Regions from separate parts of the Mus musculus genome. Here region 2 is linked to region 1. A link is a contact called in public HiChIP or PLAC-seq data. All regions are on one chromosome and are shown on one strand. Each heading gives the region's core, a stretch centred on a gene start, on an enhancer-like site or on the middle of the called end of the contact. The rest is flanking DNA. Distances are from core to core; before and after follow the strand shown. Region 1 holds the start of Ralgps2 (Ral GEF with PH domain and SH3 binding motif 2). Region 2 holds the start of 2810025M15Rik (RIKEN cDNA 2810025M15 gene).

Evidence for each region. HiChIP or PLAC-seq counts read pairs in DNA pulled down with a chosen protein or histone mark.
Region 2: a contact with region 1 is called in a FOXA1 HiChIP or PLAC-seq map of pancreatic cancer cells. The contact joins the promoter of 2810025M15Rik here to the promoter of Ralgps2 in region 1. A contact is called at or near these places in 5 of 39 promoter capture datasets (the 3T3-L1 cell line, hippocampal neurons, liver and 1 more), 5 of 484 Hi-C or Micro-C datasets (embryonic stem cells and extraembryonic endoderm stem cells), 4 of 115 datasets of contacts at active chromatin or transcription factors (embryonic forebrain, embryonic stem cells, pancreatic cancer cells and 1 more) and 2 of 9 other capture datasets (adipose tissue and liver).

What each region holds. Positions count from the first base shown.
Region 1 is chr1:156,936,760-156,942,134 of GRCm38.p6, forward strand. It overlaps Ralgps2 (Ral GEF with PH domain and SH3 binding motif 2), which reads right to left and starts at 2,867. Exons shown (of 19, transcript NM_001159967.1): 1 at 2,730-2,867. It overlaps 4930439D14Rik (a long non-coding RNA gene), which reads left to right and starts at 2,035. Exons shown (of 2, transcript XR_003948625.1): 1 at 2,035-2,299; 2 at 2,368-3,436.
Region 2 is chr1:157,409,284-157,414,658 of GRCm38.p6, forward strand. 2810025M15Rik (RIKEN cDNA 2810025M15 gene) reads left to right here and starts at 3,069. Exons shown (of 3, transcript NR_027984.1): 1 at 3,069-3,842; 2 at 4,461-4,512. It overlaps Rasal2 (RAS protein activator like 2), which reads right to left and starts at 3,312. Exons shown (of 18, transcript NM_177644.5): 1 at 2,454-3,312. The coding sequence starts at 2,655.

The sequences.
Region 1 (5,375 bases), core at 1,617-4,116:
TCCATTTTAATGTATTTTATTCTCAAAAGCTTGTATGTGTTCGTTTTCCATATCAAAGGAAAGCAGAGCTTTAGAGAAAAGGAAGGCAATTTCAAATAATAGATTAGCGGTTAAAAACTCCTTAGAAACTTCTGGAAGCTAGCAGTACACTAAGTCCCCAGCTGTGCATTTTCCCAAAGTCTCCACTCCAGAGACCGGGGGAGTGGGGGGGGGGGGGGGACAGGATGGGACTGGGCACATCACACTCTAGAAACAACAGTCTAGGCCTGGGATCCCTGTATGATTACTGATAGCTGGCCTCCCACTCTGAAGTGGAGAGACTAATGCCTGCGTAGGGTAAATACTTTTAAAGCTCTGAAATCTACAAAGATCTACACCAATGCATGTCACCATGATTATTAATCAGAGCATAAACTAATCTCTTCTCATCAGCCCCTTGGAATCCAGTAAGATTTTTCTTTAACAGACGGGTAGAATGCCATTTCCCTGGGGGGATGTCGGCTTACTTCTCCTGAAGACTCTTACAAACAAGTAAATACCAAGACAAGAATATCAGCACACATTTCATTTAAGTATATAAACCAACAGATTAATTGTCTAGCCACATATAAACCACACACCCTCTGACTCCAGGTAGAGTAATATTTAGATATGTTTGGAAGCCGGATACCTAGTGTGTATAAACACAAGCACAGTTTAAGACAACTGTCTTGATGCTTTTATTCACTAACAGTTCCTTCTATCCTCAGAAGGAAAAATGCAAGCAGTATCCTAACTCAAAAGGCATCCTGAGTTTTCACTTCTACACTAACAGAGCTGCCCACTGATGACTTTATCTCCATCACAGCACGTGTGCGTTTGTGCGCTGCAGCATCCCCTCCACACCCATCAGGACACAGCGGGACGCGGAGATACTCTGTGTGTTTAGAAGAATTGACCCTCTGGACAAGAGCTTAAAAGGAGCTTTTGATCCCAACTCCTCATAGGCAGAGTCAGGCAGATCTCAGCCAGTTAGAAGCCAGCCTGGTCTATGTAGTGAATTCCACCGACAGCTAGAGCTACATAGTGAGGCTCTGCCTCAAAAAAAAAAAAAAAAAAAAAAAAGTTTCAAGTTGCAATCAAATTATTATTACCAACAAAGCCATCTTTCACCAAAGGCAACCACTGCCCCAATTTTAATTGTAAGCTCGTTTTTAAAATGCACACAAATTGCATTCATTACTCACACATGTCTGGTTCATAGCTATCTTTTAAATTTTATTTTCTCTCAGAATTTTTGGGTGTATCCTCCCTGATACTGTAATATCAAAAAGTATACTAGGATCTTGACACACAAGCAGATCTTTCAACTTCTGCTGCAATCTGGTGAATAAAAGATAGAGAACAGTATTTGCAGAAAAAGTCAAATTCCTGAAATCAATGCATGGTGAGATAGAATGGACTGGGTTTTACTATTTTAAAATTACTATGCCAGAATTTAAGCTCAAATAACTATACTTAAACCATTCATGGGAACTCTAATAGACACATTTAATATATACATGTGGCTAAGACAAGCAATTTTCCACATTTTTGAAGCTTCATGACTACACACATTCAGTAGAGGTTATTATTATTAAAATAATACTGTTTGGTTACAAATCCCACTCCTGCAGTAACAGTATTACACTTACTACATTTATGATGCTACAGCCCGAACAATCATATCTGGGTGGGACAGGCTTTTACAGTTTGCAAGTTAACGAACTGTGGCACTGCGGTACTCTCTCATGCAAGGAATGAAAAGTTCCACAAAATTCGAATGGTCATCTTCAAAGACACACGACCTCGAGTACACCGGATGGTAAACATTACATAAACAACGCCAAAGTCAACTCATAAACAAACACCAACACCGAAACAAAGCTCTATAGCTACTTCAGCGTACTAAGACGGGGTGTGGGGGTGGGGAGGGGATGCAGAGCACCTACGAGGAAAGGCTCAATTAACTGCCGCCCGTGCTTTCATCCTCCGATCTTAAACAAAAGACGCTGGATGCTTTCGGTGGAGAGCGCTTTCTGCAGAGGGATTTGGGGTTGCAAACGCCCCTCCTCCACGGCCACCAACAGGCCCCTTTCTTCCTCCTCCCTCACCCCTCCCAGCTCAAACAAATTAACATTCGCACTAAGGTACCTCCTATCAGCTCGCAGCTTCTTCCCAAACACGCCCACGCACCCTGAAACCCGCCTGCGTCTACACCGCACACGGCGGCAGGAAAAGCGCTTCGAGGGGGGCGGGGAGCCGCGGCGGCAGCGCACAGGTCCGGGCTCCCTTCCAGGTCAGCTCCCCATCGCCTCCCCGAGCCCGGTGTTTACGAGCCCGCCTAAGCCCACACAGCAAAGGAATCCCAGGCGCTGCGGGCAGCTAGCGCGGCGGTGCGGGACCCCCCTCCGTGTCCGCACGCGGCCTCCGCCGCCGCGGCGCCGCTCACCCCGCGCTCCGCGGGCGGTTCGGCCCCGCAACAGGTCACCCGCCTCGGCTCGGTGACGGGGGTGCAGGCGCCCCGGCCGAGAGGGGGTGTGGCTGGCGCGGCGGGGCCCGGCCCCGGCTCACCTGAGAGGCTGAGGCGACGCCGGGGCCTCCGCCACCGCGGGACCGCGAGCGACCCGCAGCCCGCCCTCCCGCGCCGCGCACCGCGGCCGCCGCCGCCATTGCCCGCGCCTCCCCACACGCCCGCACGCCACGCCGACCTGTGCAGCCGCGGCCGTCGCCTCCGCTTCGCCCGCGGCTCCGAGGCAATCGCTCGCCCAACCGAGCAGTCGGCGTCTCTCATTCAGCGCCTGCCGCCGGCGCTCGGGGGAGGGGAGTGCGCTGGATCCACCCCGGCCGCGCAGGGGGCGCGCGCCGGGCGGGCGGGGCGGAGCGGCGCGCGCACCAACCGAGCGCGCTCGCGCGGCCGGGAACGCCGGGTCGCCGGGGTCTCGGCGCAGTCTGCGGGCGCCGGGCTATGCCCCCCGAGGCCAACTGCCGCCCCGTACCGGTGTCCGAGGCGCGTGCCCCAGCCGCAGGCGCAGCACCGGCCGCAAGGACGAGCCGCAGGGTTCAGGACGGACAGGTGGGGCCCCGCGGCTGCTCCCCGCACGGGTCTCGTTGGCGCCTGGGACGCGGGCGTTGCTCCCCGCTCGGGCCAGAGGACAAAAGTCTGGAAACGCTTGGCCCCCAGATCAAATACCCAGCCCGTGAGGGCGGCGTCCTTAGGAGTCGTGGCGGACAAGTGGAGGGGGACTGCAAATGTGAAGAGTCACCCCACAGCCGTGGGATCTTAAATGATGGAGTCTGCACTCTAGCACATCATCATGCCGGAAGTGTTGGGTCGGCCTCTAGGTGTTAAGCAGGGTGGCTGCCGGTGGTTTAAGGAGCAAATAACAATATTTGGGATCCCCTAGTCCCGGATTGATGAGTTTCAGGTGGACTGTATTTTCACGCCATTGCGGGAACGTGATTCTAAAAGGTGAAATTTTTCCTGTGAATGAAAGGGAATAGAAGGGTGTTGTTTCTTGGGGTGCACCTAGGTGGCCTACTTAAACTTAGCACCATTTGATGCAGTGTGACTTAGTGGAAGGTTTTCAGTGAGCCACCTTGGTGTAATCATTAGGTCATTCGGGAATAGATGCGATCCTTTTCTAGGCAATGTGCAGTGGAGGGTGGAGGGACAGTTCTATAGCAGCACTGAGTGTAGATTGTGAAGGGACCAAATTCGTTTTGATTTCCTTTTTCCCTATAATAACTAATCAAAACAGTGGATTCTTTTATGCAGAAGAAAGTTAAACACTGTCCCTTTTGACCACTGTTCCCTTCTGTGGAGAAGGTAGAAGAACGCTCCTTCATCCCCTTGGTTAAAACATGCCCATGCAAAAGTAGGTGGAAGATAAAAACGAAGCAAGGAAAAGCGATAAAGCCCAGTGCTGGTTTTTTATTCCGTTTTAAGTTGGAAGTCTCTCCAATAGATGCACAGAAACCAAAAAGAAGAAAAGCCTGTCAGAAATCTTCAACTGAGCGTAGACTAATGAAAAGGGGGCGGGGCTAAGGAACACTAGTGACCAAAAGGCTCCAGGAGAATTACTTAGATGCAGTTTTCACTTCGATGCTGTTTGCTTCAAGTCCCAAAGAAACAACAGACAAACTGAAGTAACAGTTGGGAGGGGGAACCCTTTGAGTCACTGAGTAAATGATTGATCTTTCTTTCCCCAAGTTAGTAAGAGATTAAGGGAAAGGTGGATGGCTATGTGCCAACAACAATACATTCAAAGATAGATAGATACATACATAGATACATAGATACATAGATAGAGATACGTGTGTGTGTGTGTGTGTGTGTGTGTGCGTGTGTGTGTAATTGTCCCAAGTTATTAACTGCTTTTAAAGTAGGAAAAAATAAGGAGCCTCGGGGAATTTCATTTGGTATAAATGTCTTGCAGCCACTTGAGTTGGAGCTTCATAAAAACAAAGATCCCAGGTCCCCACATCTGCCAGTAATTTTCACAGTTTACTGTAAAAGCAATAAAATTTTCACTCCGGCTTTGAAGAGAAAAGGCCCAAGAGTTCATGGATTTATACCGGAGATTCCTATGCCTACAGAATGTCTGAATTTGGAATAAATCACTCAAAATGGGTCGCTCATGTTGACAGCCTGCAAAACCACACTTTTATTACTCTTAAGAGCTCAGGATTTTCTAAACTTGATAAGGTTAAGAATTTCTGTATGAAAATACATTAAAAAAAAAAAAAAAAAAACTTGGGAGAAGCTGAGATGATGACTTAAGAGGCAAAGGTGATAACCTGGCAGGCCTGAGGATCAGAGTTCAGTCCCTACATGATGAATATAAAGCTAGATGTGGCAAGCCTGTAATCCTGAAATCCTGCAAGGAAATGGGAGGTGGGAACAGCAGATTGGCTGGAAGCTCTTGGGCCAGTTAGCCTGGGATGTACAACTGTGCAACTGGTCTCAGCAGAAATGAGAGAGACCCTGCCTCAATCAGGTGGAAATTGAGAGCTGCCCTCTCCCCACAAGCTATGGCCTGGGTGCCCACATGTGCACACACAAAAAGAGAAGCTGGGTGTGGTACTCGATTTGTAATCCCTGGGCTCAGGTGGCTGAGATAGGAGGACTGTCTTCTTTTCCAGGCCAGCCTGGGCTACAGTAGAAGATCCTAGCTCCAAAAACCAAAAGGATAGAAAATAGCTTATCTACTTATGTTTTTGTTGTTGTTTATAACCCTTGAGTTATTTCTCAAAGTCTGTTCCCCATCCATTTATATGTAAATGAAGCAATGACTATTTGCAACGCATATTCTTTACCAGAGCATTATTTTTTTGTAATTCTGTAAGTTGCTCTA
Region 2 (5,375 bases), core at 1,819-4,318, 470 kb after region 1:
ACTATATGGCAAATTTCAGGCCAGCCAGGGCTACGCAGTGAGACCCTGCTTAAATAAATTTTAAAAATTGATTTTCCACATTATTCTAACCTCAAAGAATCATACAATAAACAATTTTTTGTTTGTTTTTTGTTTTTTGTTTTGTCAAGACAGGGTTTCTCTGCATAGTCCTAGCTGTCCTGGAACTCACTCTGTAGACCAGGCTGGCCTTGAACTCAGAAATTCACCTACCTCTGCCTCCCAAGTGCTGGGATTAAAGGCATGCGCCACCACGCCTGGCTCAATAAACAATTTTAAAACTATCTAAAACAAGCAAGACCCCCTTAGTTTTGGTTTGTATGGACAACAAAGCAGTCTCCAGGGAAAAATCCTTAAAAGAAAAGCAGCAGCATTAAACAGCAAGTAAAACTGAGTTTTAATTAACTGACAAAAATCAAACATTAAAAAAAAAAAGATGATGCAGTGGAAATTCTACCACTAAACATAGAAATACTTCCTCTGAATAACTTCTTGTGCATGAATTTATGTGCATGTAAGCCAACTACTTCAGATTCCACATTGTATGCAGAAACCTGGAGCCAGGGAGATAAAAATGACTCAGACAAAATTAAATGACAACGAAGCTGTGGCAAAACCAAAAAGAAAACTATCTGGTTCTTGGCCCTAGTTGTGTGCTACTAATTTCTAGGTTTCTTCAAACATATTTAGACGTGTGTGCATATGACAAGTCCAGTTCTAGAACAGACTACCAAAACATTAGTAAAAATTTACATGGGTTACATGTGAAGGATATGTACAATAATAAGGTCTAGAATATCCAGCTCTGAACACTTGTCAGCCAATTATCATATATACTAACATGGTCCTCTCTCTAACATTGTATAAAAACAGTAAGAGAAAGTGTATACAGACAGAAGATAAAATGTAACCACAATGTATTCCAATTTATAGTCATTTTTAGACTCTCATCAACTTTTGTTATAAGTGATCAGCTAACCTGAACTAGCAGACAGGTGGACTACCAGGCAGCAAAGCTTTTAATCCAACCTGCTGAGAATGAATTGAGTAACTCTGCGTCAGTTCCCACCTCTTTGCTTTAATTCCCCCATTTAGCAAAAAGGAAGAGAAAAAAGAAAGAAAGAAAAAAAAACATTTAGAAACACCAGCAAAATTCTAAGTAGTATATACATAAATTTCTAAGAACTAGCTATAAGGAGAGTTGCTTTTTTTATATAACTAAAAAGACCCTACAGATTATTTAATCCACTCATTTTGTAGATAAGGAATTTGAGGCAAAAAGATGGCCTTATCTGCCCTAAATTGTTTAATAATTTTTAGTGACAGAACTGAGGCAAGAATTCAAATGTCTGGGATCTTTCCTGAAGTCAACTGAACTGTCCAAAAGACAACTTATAAACCATGAAAAGATGGTCTTGAATTATAAAGCACAGAACCTATTTGGAAGTATGAAAGCCAAGCCATAAATACAATATGCTGATCACTAACAGCATATTAGACAAACAAAACTGCAGGACAGCATCTCAACACTGTGTGATTCCAGATACTTCAAATTGGTCATCTTATATTCAACCACATTACTATGTCTTTTATGGTCATGTGTAGCAGAAACATTCTGCTAGCTTGATATTTTGGAAAGCCACAGCTAACCCATGCATACAGCATGTTTAACGTTGCCACAGCCTTTCCTGAATAGAAAATCATCATTCAGGTTTAATTTAAAAGATGGTTACTCGGAATGCAGAAAGGGAAAGTTTCTTTAGTGTGTTCATCACTTTAAACCTGCTGAGTGACAACCGGGTAGCTTAACCACGAAAACCAGAAACAGCAGTGCAATCTGAAACAACCTACACACTCAGGACAAGCAGAGAGTACGGTTCAAGGAAAAGCTGTCGGTAAATCTACTGCTACCAAACACTTGAACTGGGGCTGGTGCAAGGGCTACGGCTAGGGCTGGGTGTCTCTCCCATCTCTGCCCCCCACCCACAACCCCTCGATTTTGTTTTGTTTTGTTTTTCATTCATTAGCTCATCTTCTACTAAGCTTTTTCATATCTTTCTCTCAACACTTGCTTCACACAACAGGAAGGAAATGAAATCCCATTCACTTGGTTTTGTGCCTTGTTCCATTCTACCTTCCTGAGGACTCAGCAGCAAGTGCCTTTAATTAATCACCTAAGAATTACGTCCAGATAGCTCAACTCTATAAACTTACTGTGGATATCTAAAGAGGTCCAAAGGAGCCTACTGAGTCACATAACCAGGCGCTATATATTGGATAAACTTGTCAAAAAGCATTTTCTGCAACAACAACAACAACAACCAAAAAAAGATGTGGACAGCTGACCTAGGATAGATGGGGGACTAAGAATGCATCGGAGCCCAAGGAAAGATGAGAAACGCCAGCCTCTGAGGCAGACGACTTGTGATCCTTACCGAACACCCGGACCCAGCTCTGCTGCTGGCACACTGACTCCAGAAGGATCCGATCCAGCATGCCACCGGCCACTGCTCCGCTGACTGGGACGACCGCGTCCAGATCCTCCGGGGGCAGCGGCGAGTCGGACTCCAGCCCCGTGAACATCTCCGGCCACGACAGCGCCTCCGCGGCTCCTCCGGACGACGGAGACAGCTCCATGGTGTCCCAGAGGGAGCAGGCGGCGGCGGCGGGGCGGGCTTCCCGGCTGCGGGAAAGGGACGACGGCGCGGCCACCAGCACCCGAACGGCTGCGGGCGCGGACACCGCTCACCTCCTTCCCCGCCGCCCACCGCCCGAAGGCCGGGCGCCGCAGCCCACCTGCAAGCGGAGGGTGGGACCCGGGCCGGGAGGCGGGTCCAGCGTGGTCCGGAGCGGAGGCGGGTCCCGGCTCAGGTGCGGGTCCGGAGCGGACGCGGAGCACCCGGGAGCGCGGGCTCACCTCCCGCCCCCACGCAGCCCTGCTCAACCCCCGCGGGCGCGTTCGCGGGCCGCCCGGGCTTGGGCTGAGGATGGAGCTCGGCCAGGCAGGGCTGGGCTCGGGGGCGTCGCCGCCAGGGGCCGCCCCCTCTGACCGGCTCCCGCCGCCGTCGCCTCGGGGGCTCAAAGCGCCGGCTCCCTCAGCCTGAGGGGCGCGCCCCGGCCCAGCTTCTGTCCGCCTGGCGTCGGCTTGCTCCCGCGGAACGCGCAGGCCGGCCCGCTAACTCTCAGGCCGCCGCTCCGGCCGCTGCTTGGGCTCCTCCGGCTCGCGCTCCTCTGAGAAACCCACAAGCCCGGCAGCCGCGGCGCTGGCGGCGGCGGCAGGCGGCATCCCAGGGTGATAGGCCGAAGCAATCGAGTGCCGAGCTCACGGCCGCGTGTGCAATCCAGTAACCGAGCGGAGGAGGAACTGCCGCCGAAGACAGCAAAAATCGGGCACCGAAATACTCAGCGGGCCAGGCCCGCCTACTTTCCTAAGACTATCCTGCTCCGACCGCCTCTCGGTGCGGGGATCCTCGAGCTGCTGGTGGAAGCAGAGACGGTGTTGGGGAGGCGGAGAGAAAACGGGGTGCGGGAAATTTAAAAAGATGGGAAAGGCGCTTCCCTTTTATCTTAGCCCCTATCCTGTTGATTTCTGGACCAATGCTTCTTTCTCGGACGAAGAACATGAAGACGCTGCTTTATCTAACAGTCACCTCGGAAGAAACGCCATGGTTCCTCCACAAGGGAGATCTGGCCCCGCGTCTTGGATCCTGAGATCTGTGCGAGATCCCGGCTTTGCGCCCTGTCCGCCCTGGAGCTGGATTTATCATCAGTTTAGAATAGCATGGCTACGATGTGTGGTGCGGATGGATGGACGAGCCCCGCAAGTACATGAAATGCCCCAAAGCCCCAGCATTAACCAAACAAGCTTCTCTTTTTTGCCTTTGATCTTTGCAATCTGTTGGCTTCTCTTCTAACAGTGTCACTTGGGTTTTATTTTTGGTCTATGTGTAAACTGTCTTCCTCCTTAACATTGGCTTCGTTTTGTGCCCACCCAAAGCGGGATTCACCAATCCAGATTTCAGAGATTTTAGGCATAAGTAAATAAATAAATAAATAAATAAATAAATAATAGTAATAATAATAATTTCGGGTAGAAATTTACCAATTTAAATTATGTTGACAAATCAGGTTTTTCAACAATTTATGAACATGGCTACTTCAAACCAATCAGGAATTTTTCATAATTAGATGATGCTAAAAAATATTTGGGGGAGGGTTTTTGTTGTGTCCCAGCCCACCCCAGCCCTCATTTCTCTCTACTTTGACCTTCTATAAGAGGTCAATCTAATTTTCTAGGTTTTAGGAATTCTCATGTGTTTTTGTGTTTTATGGGAGTTATAGCATGCATTTTATAATTTTCTCCCAAATTTTACATAGAGTAATAGCATGTTAAAACAAGAAGTGACTTTAAAGATCCTCTCACCCTTCCTCTTGTTTAACAGGTGCAGACAGGACAGTCCACATCACCTGCCAAAGCAGCCAGCAATGCAACAGGTACGTCTTACAAGCTCTCAGTGATACTGATTTCTTCAACTCTGATCCTTCAAGAACTCTGTGATTAGATTTGTTAATCTGGTGCTTAGCAATGAAGTAGAGTAATCCCTCCCGGTATATAGAAGCCCACTTGCTTGCTATCTGACTACAGTCAGCTCTCCAATTTTAATAAATGAGAGATAAGGAAGCTAGAAGTTACAGGACCCAGCCCTAAACAAATCTAGTGTTTTCTTTCTCCCTTCTTTCCTTCCTTCCTTCCTTCCTTCCTTCCTTCCTTCCTTCCTTCCTTCCTTCCTTCCTTCCGTTTAGTTTCAAGACAGGGTTCCTCTGTGTACCAGCCCTGGCTGCCCTGGAACATGCTTTGTAGGCCAGGCTGGCTCTGAACTCAAAGAAATAGGCCTGCCTCTGCCTCCCGAGTGCTGGGATTAAAGGTGTTGGCCACCATACCCAACTCAACTCCAATTTGTAAAGATCTCTGAAGGGACATTGTCCTTTTGCAGTAGAGGGAGGGAAGGAGAGAGAGAGAAAACCCTTGGCATAGGATTTCCATTTGTATTGAATTATTGTTGATGTCTCAAAGAGTAAGTGAATATGGACACCAGCCGTACAAATCAAAGTATCTACTCATATGTATGGATGTATTTACCCAAGCTGTTATCCCCAAAGCAGCATTAGGAGTGGTATATAAAATGAAGGGAAAAAGGTTTTCCAAAAATTGATCTAAGTGCCATCATGTCTCTTAAGGGAAAGGCTCTGTCAAACTCCCTCTTATCCTGCTTCCTTAGTAACCTCTGTTTCCATCCAGACCACTAAAACTAGTCACTACTTCACTTTGGCATCCTGAGCTCGTACTAGTTGCACAC